Regions from separate parts of the Columba livia genome. Here region 1 is linked to region 2. Evidence: chromatin contacts called from public Hi-C data. All regions are on one chromosome and are shown on one strand. Each heading gives the region's core, a stretch centred on a gene start, on an enhancer-like site or on the middle of the called end of the contact. The rest is flanking DNA. Distances are from core to core; before and after follow the strand shown.

Region 1 (3,601 bases), core at 201-2,700, 120 kb after region 2:
TAACAAGCTGAACAGCCCTTCTCTGCTGCCCTGTTCTTATTTTCAGTGAAATATTAGCTTTCTTTTAAATTAAAAAAAAATATGTTTGTGCATTTTCTTTTCTCAACATTAGGGTCATTTTAACTAAAGCAATTGCTGAAAAATGTGCACCTTTGACATATTTTGTCTTTCAGCCGATCAGCTGAGAAGATATGCCATTCTTGTCCTTTGCATGGGTCTGTTAATGTTGTCAGGTAGCTATGACCTAATGTAAAAGGTTGTATGTGTCATAGGGAGCTTGGTCTGGAAGCTCCTTTCAGCTGTATGGTGGAGCCATTAAGGCAGGACAACCTGTAGTTGCAGTGGGACTGTAACAAATTGCCATGGTGGAGTGCCATTGTCTCTTTACAGGGTGGAAATTGCCGTAGTGAAATGGTGTTGTGTCTTTAAAGGGTGAATATGGAAAAAATAGGACTTCATTTAGCAGGTCTGCTCCCTGTGCGTATTCAGAAACAAGTCTGCTAAACAAATGACTTAGTGGGAGTTTACTGGTTTGTTCCTGTTATCACTGCAGAGCCAAAGAGGGAGAGAGTAGTCTACCAAACAGGTAGTCACTTACAAGGTCCAAATCAGTTATAATGCATAACACAACTCAAAGATGCCAATGAGAGTATAATCTGAACATGAGGTGCTATATTAATAAGTGCCTGGTTTTGGTTAGTAAAGCCTTAAATCCTGCTCAATGGTGCATGGAAAGTGAAGGAGAAAATTAATTTCAGATCCCAGTTGAGCTTGGAAGGCTGAACTGAGCTGATGTGATGAACAGTCGATAAACACAGACAATCACAATGTAATTTTAACAGGATCTGTATGAAAATGAGTAGTACTTTTCCATGAATGGCTGCTCACAGCTCATCACCAGAAACACAACTTCAGTTTTATTTTTCATTTCATGCACCGAAGTGGAGAATGCATGCATTAAAAGAGAAGCTATACAAATAAATTCATAACAGCACGGTGCAATATGTCATTAAAAAGATGAGTAACAAGGTTTGGGAATAATGTGAACAACTTGACATTTCCCTGACTGTTACTTAAGAACTTGAAATCTGAGCTGTCTTAGAGTTAATGAAAACCACCCTACATGAAATAATGACATAATGTGAGGGCTCTGAGCCTTTTTAGCAGCATAGTAAAAGCAGAAAATACATACCACCCATTGACTGATCTCACATCACAATATTTTGATTAGTATTAATAGTCACATGCCTCAGTAATCTTGAGGACTCTGGTACATCAGTCCTGTTCCCTCTGCATTTGGTGGCAGAGCTAAGCCTCCTATAGATTTCAGTAATTATAAAATGTAGCCTTAAACGGCAAACCTAGGAAAAAGGATATGTTTTTATTTACTGAGCTGCCTGTGTGATTACAGTGGCATAGTCCCTTGGTCCTTAGTGAGATAAATTTCTTATCCCTTTTAGCTGTAATTAGGGCTATTTGAGAAACAAAGTTTTTGGTATCGTACATTTAGAAATACAGGATTTATATTTAGAAGGGGGAAGGGGATGGTTTCTTCTATGCAGTACTCATACACTCTTAAAGCAGGAGTTGCAGTTGAGCCTCTGAGCTTGCAGCTGGCAGGAGGTGCTTGGTGGGTGTAAAGCTCTCTGCCAGCAGACCCAAAAAGGATTATGGTCTCAGCATTTGTTATTTTACATTTTCACCTGATGCTGGTAGTTTCTCTCTGCCCATTGTGTTTTACACCTATTATCTTTAACAGCAGGGGTCCACTGCTGCTTCCAATGCTTTGCTGACTTTATCATCCTCTCGGCACTTTTTCAGGCCTGCAGCTCCCAGTCGTCACCCCAGAGTGCTCCGGTCAGCCTGGGCTGTCAAGGGCCAGCGTTACAGGCAACATGTCCCAGGGCAGTGAAAGCGCTGAGAAGACACGTACGGCCCATCATCTGCAGTCCTGGTGGGAGCAGAGCAGGAGCGCACAGCTGTAAGACAAAAATGAAACCCCACCCTCAGAAACTGCAAGTGCTTCGTTATGGTTTTGGTTGGGAGTCAGGGACACAGAATGTAGCAAGAATGCAGCAAGTGGAGCACTTGGATGTCTTGCATCTCTTATTCTTGCACAATGTTTATTTCTGTACTAGCCAAGCTTCAATGTTTTTGTGTGTGAACAGCTAAGTCTTTATGTCGAGGGTATTGAAACATCTAGGCAGATAAATACAGACCCAGAGACACCCCTGAATGTTTAGGTCTTGTAGCAGCTGCTCCCATCCCTGCATTGTCCCTACTACAGGCACACATACGTAGTTCTTTACACAGAGACCCTCCCTGAAGTGAAAAACTAAGAAATATGTGAGAACTGGCTCTCCAAGTGCTGTTTCCTATGTTACATTATCTCACAAATATTATGATCTGAGGCCCTACTGTTCTGCAGAGAGGAGAAAAAGGTCTCTTTAGACTCTCTTAACAGGAAGCAAAACTGAGGTCTGTAAAGGCTGCATATTGCCAAAGATTACATAGAAATGGTAGGACAGCCCTGTGTCTTTTTACCAGTAATCTGTCTTAGAGACCCATAGTTTGTATAGTCATCTTGTCATTGCATTTATTAGAGGGCAGGTTGAAACTCAGAGATTTTATCAAGCAGAATAGCAATCACATTTTTGTGATTAGCCCAAGTATAGCTCAGATTTCCCCAGGTAATAAGCTTTTATATAGCAGATTTTTTTTTTCCTGTTCTGTTTCAATGTCTGATTCTTTTTGTGTGGACTATGGGAGCTGTAGGCCAGTATCTAGAGAGCCATGCCACTTCCTAGACAAAGGTACCTTGCATAATTATTTTATGTTTAGTTGATTTGTTCTGGGTTATTTATAGGTGTCATAGTCACTCATAATATTTGGAGTCATAGTTCATGGCTTTCATTAGAGAAAGCATGAAGTGCCACATGATTTTGTTCCTGTATTACATTGAAGGAAGTGCTAACAATAGTGCAGTCTTTCCATAGTTCGTTTTTTTTTGTTGTTGTTTTGGTTTGGCTTTTTTTTTTTTTTCCTGAATTCACCACAAATCAGTGTTAAATTTGGGCACTTCAGCTATGCACCTTTGTTACTTAAACTGCTTGGATTTCTTTAATGTTTTTGCCTTTACTCTGGATGTCCTGGGTTTGCAACAACTACAACGTGTCCACAGTGCATTTACCCATATGTACTCTCAAATGTAACTCCCTCCTAACAGTTACATTCTATGTATGGAAATTCAAATTTTAAAATAGTGAAAGCAATAAAAAGACTTGACATACAGCTTTGTTCCAGCCTGCTTGGTTTCATCTACTGTGTTGTTTAACTTGAGGGGAAAAAAAAGCCAATTTCCTGTTTCCACTATTACTATTTCATTATTTTTTTTATAGCTTAATTTCCTCATTTGCAGAAGCACTTCATTAATGCTGTATATTCTTATTACTTTCCAGAAGTCAAGTATCAGTTTCACCAGAACACCAGGACGTCCTTAAAGCTCAAGACTTTTCTGTCATCATCAAAGCATATGTGTTTGTGACATCCTTAACACCTCTGCGGGCATTCATTCATTCAACCGCCACCGTCTGGCATCCAC
Region 2 (4,051 bases), core at 856-3,355:
TACTTCAAAAAGAAGATTAAAAGCATGATTGAAGAGAGTGTTAATGTTTTACATGAAGGTTCTTTTCTTTTAGTTCATCTGGTTGTACAAAAGCTCATTTTGTTGATCCATCACTTTTCTAATTAGTCTGATGAATGAAGCATTGACGTAGGTCTGCATATTTATGTGGTGTAACACAACTGCATTCATTTAACAATTAATCAGAGACAGTGACATATTTAGGAAGATATCATTTAGTTTTGCTTTTCAGTGTGCTTAGCAAAAGCAAATTCTCAGGCTCCTGAAAATGAAATATTGCAACTTAAAATGATAGAAATGCCTTGTTTTGATTTGGTATAATTTGACTGCCTAAACACACTTGAATTATTTATGTCTAGATGGAATTAAATGCTATAAAAGATTTCTTCTTTTCACTGGCAGTTTAAATAAACTGAATGCCAAAGCCAGTTTTAACTTTTTTCTTTTTAATCAGTTATAAGTTTTTTCAAGGCTTATACCAAAAATAACAACTTTTTTTCAGACACTGTGTAGCATTGGTCTATATCATACAGTTGCTTTTGCCTTTTAATTAATTTTAATTCACATTAAAAGCTATCACCACTATAAAATAAACACTTTATGAAAATAATCTCATAAACTTGTTAAGCCCTTAGTTCTTACACTAAGGTTAACATCTCTTAATACTCTCACTATTTACATAAAACAAAAATATGTACAAAGCCCTTTCCTAGTATGTAAGAAAGATTATTAGATAAATAATCATATGGCACAAAATTACATTAATGCATTATTCTTATACAAGTGCTCATAACTAAGTAACATAGTAACTTAGAACTTGTTCCCACTGAATTTAACATCGCGAGTTTAAGGTGTAGAAATAAAAAAATGCATGACTATTATATCACTATAAAGTATTCAGATTTAAATGAGAGTCTTTCCTAACTATACAGCTTTGACACAACAACCTTTGTACTGCATACAAGCTTAACAAATACCCAAAAGGAGAAACGGTGTCTGCTCTCTTGCAATTGAGGAACACCTCTGCTGCAGACTTTCAGCTGGATATCTCAAATAAAGCTTACTCCAACCCTCTCAAATTAAAAAAGACATTTTAACACAAAACCCCAGCCCAGCTTCCCAACTGTTTTCACTGCAGTTAGAGTATTTCCTATTAGATAAAAGTGAAGGTTGCATAAATCTCAGCCAACTGCTCACTTTTTTTATGGGTCATTTTGTGCAAAATTTGTGAAGTCCAGATAACAAGTACTTAAGCCTTCACAGATTCACAAGCAAAAAGCAACCATAGGCACTTTGGGAGAAGCCAACACACACTGCATTGAAAAAAACAGCAGGAGCCCAACTTTATTTGTTTAAGACTCCTGAATATTCTCAGGAGCTGAAGGATTTTACCCATCCACCTTCTCCTACTGCAATTACGGCAGACAAGTCTGATGCGCCTCTTTCACATCTATTGCTCCCACTCTCTTGGGCTTACAGACTACTTGGAATCCTGCTCATCATCACGTTACAAGACAAAGCCCAACTCTACAGAGGGAACCAGCTACACTTCCAAGCAGCACACAGGTAACGGCACTGTGCTTGGCCTCAGTGTTGTCAATGGTCTAAATATTTTTAAACTCTAAACCTTTGAAATTTGTGCATGATTGATGGGGTTTGGTTATTTGTTTGTTTGTTTTTATTGTACTCAAACTCACTGACTTCCAGACGAAAAAGGTATTTGGCTTCTTTGACAACCAAAGCCTCACCATAGTTAAATGGTACATAGAGCCTTGTACAGCAGAGCCTATCGCTTTTCAGCTGCTGTTGGCTCAGTTATGTAGCCTCCAAAGAAAGAAAAAAGCTGGATACTTCGAATTTAGTTTTAAATTTGCTCACAACCAAATGCAACTGCAAAATTCCACATCCACATAAGAGAAGGTAAAGCTTCTGAATGCACTCAGAATTCGCTTTCATCAGCTACAAATGGTGTTACTTTACACACACAAACTGTGGGGATAAAGCAAAGCCTAGGTTATTTAGCTATTGCACAGCCAAGAGGCAAAAGGGTAGCATAAGGGTTTATTTCAGAGCGCTCAGACTTGGGTTCCTATAATTATCAGTACTTAAGAGTTTGAGTTATTTGTCCCTTCAGCAAGTCTTCTACTAAATGAAGTGGATTTTTGCAAATGAGACACTGCTTGTCTTTCAGTCACAGCATAATGCAGTCTAGGCAATAAATTATTTCCTACTGTGTGCTCTGCAATTACAATTCCTCACTGATATCATAACTCAACACGGTAATAAAAAATAATCAGTATTTATCTAGTGCCTGTGGATTAAAACTTTTCTTACACTGTTGAAGCAAAGCAGAAGTTAGCTGGTTTTAGAGGTTATGAAACGTACCCAGACAAGGAGCAACAGATTTCTTTTGACTGTTCCGCAGTAGCCCAGCATTCCAACTATGATGAGGAAACAGCAGACTGCAATCATGACTGGGTGGACCACAGGAAAGTAAGTCAAAATGACAGCCTCCTCCACCCTAAAACCAATCAGAACCATAAAAAAATAAAAAGCCTAATCACACAAAAGTGACAGAAGAAAAACATAATATAGCTATTAAAACAAAAACAGTGGATTAGCAGATGTGTTATTTCCAGTGCCTTACATGTTTCACAGAAATCTCTTCTATGTAGTTTTAAAGTCAAATGCTACACTCAGGTACCAAAAAGCAATGCATCATCTGAAATCTCTTTGGGGTGAAAGCGATCTCCTGTCTTGCACTTGCACAGTATGTAGCACAATGAGGCCCTGTTCCATCACTAGAGCTCATAAGCACTGCTGTAATAAAACTAACAGCATTCCTAAATCTCTGGACTGAATAAAGTATTCAAAACCAAACAGTAATATAATATGGTTACATGTTGGCAAAGGGCCAAAAATTGATTCCTGTCAGAAGAGAAAGGCACAGAAATAAAACAAGACTGAATACATATCTTTCCCCCTTTTCTAATTTCAACTGATGCCAGAAATGGTTGCAAAAATACACCTTTTAACAAAACAATAATTAGCTCAACTGAAGACTTCTTAATTCTAGAAATCATAATTAGGAAACTTGCCATAAGAATGAATGACATCTACCACAATCAGTCACCCACACGGATTAATAGGTTGAAGGAAAGCTTTACCTCGTTTCTGCGGTCAGAGTGAGAACATTATTCAGGTAGTCTCTCATCCAAGCAGAAACACCTAATACGCTGATGGACATCAACTAAAAAGAAAAGATGAAGTTATTTATCATGCGTTTTTTAAAAATTGCAAAATGATTCATAATTTAAGTAGAGGGTAAATCATCAGTAACATCTCTCATGCATTCGTTTATCTGAACAGCATACTGTCCCCAAAACTGTACTTCTATATGCTTAGAGTTGGTTTGTTGCCCAGGGGTTTATGGAGCCAGTGACAGTAATCTTCTCTTCTGGTATACATAACTGATGCCTGGAATACCTTCTCTTTCACTCAGTGATGCCACTGCTGGCTCAAGCCCCACCACTGCACAATGCACCACAGAAACAACAGGAAGGCTTTATACTGCTAAAGTCAGTGACTCTTTCAAGGCTCACAGGCGATATCCATCAGTCTGTAAAAAACCATGAAGCCTTAGTCAGGTATGTAACCAGTGAAGAATAATCTGAAGCCCCATAATGGATACAACAGTACTGATACACTGACACACAGGAGATTTATCTACAGGTCAAGTTTAGAAGAATCTGGTTCTCTCACTCACCAGATAAAGTCGCACCATGGACACTATGCCTCAGTTTCATAAAGGACAATAAAACTCACTGCCCTTCATAAATCCCAAATCATCAAAGCTTCTGGGTACTTAACCCACCAGACACTTAAGTGGCATAAAGCTACTACAGTTTCACCAGGACTCCTCCTACAGCAAGCAAGCCTCTGAGGCCGAACCCACCTAAAATTGCTAGCACCTCAGCAGACCTGGATTTCTGTCAGCTGAGCCACTGTGCACTGCAGCACACCTGGGACATAC

What was found. Hi-C and Micro-C count contacts between places; a contact is called where the count stands out from the background.
Region 1: a contact with region 2 is called in a Hi-C map of liver, with 2.5 times the contacts expected there. The contact joins two enhancer-like sites. A contact is called at or near these places in 2 of 2 Hi-C or Micro-C datasets (crop and liver).

What each region holds. Positions count from the first base shown.
Region 1 is chr1:187,062,706-187,066,306 of bColLiv1.pat.W.v2, forward strand. CPED1 (cadherin like and PC-esterase domain containing 1) reads left to right here. Exons shown (of 23, transcript XM_005507728.3): 6 at 1,822-1,981; 7 at 3,459-3,601. Among named protein-coding and RNA genes, the nearest start is that of CPED1, 49 kb to the left of the region's middle. Within about 2 kb of position 1,451, at least 1 of the 3 cell types and tissues checked has an H3K27ac peak away from gene starts, as active enhancers do.
Region 2 is chr1:186,940,981-186,945,031 of bColLiv1.pat.W.v2, forward strand. It overlaps TSPAN12 (tetraspanin 12), which reads right to left. Exons shown (of 9, transcript XM_065048823.1): 4 at 3,186-3,268; 5 at 2,404-2,539. Among named protein-coding and RNA genes, the nearest start is that of TSPAN12, 16 kb to the right of the region's middle. Within about 2 kb of position 2,106, at least 2 of the 3 cell types and tissues checked have an H3K27ac peak away from gene starts, as active enhancers do.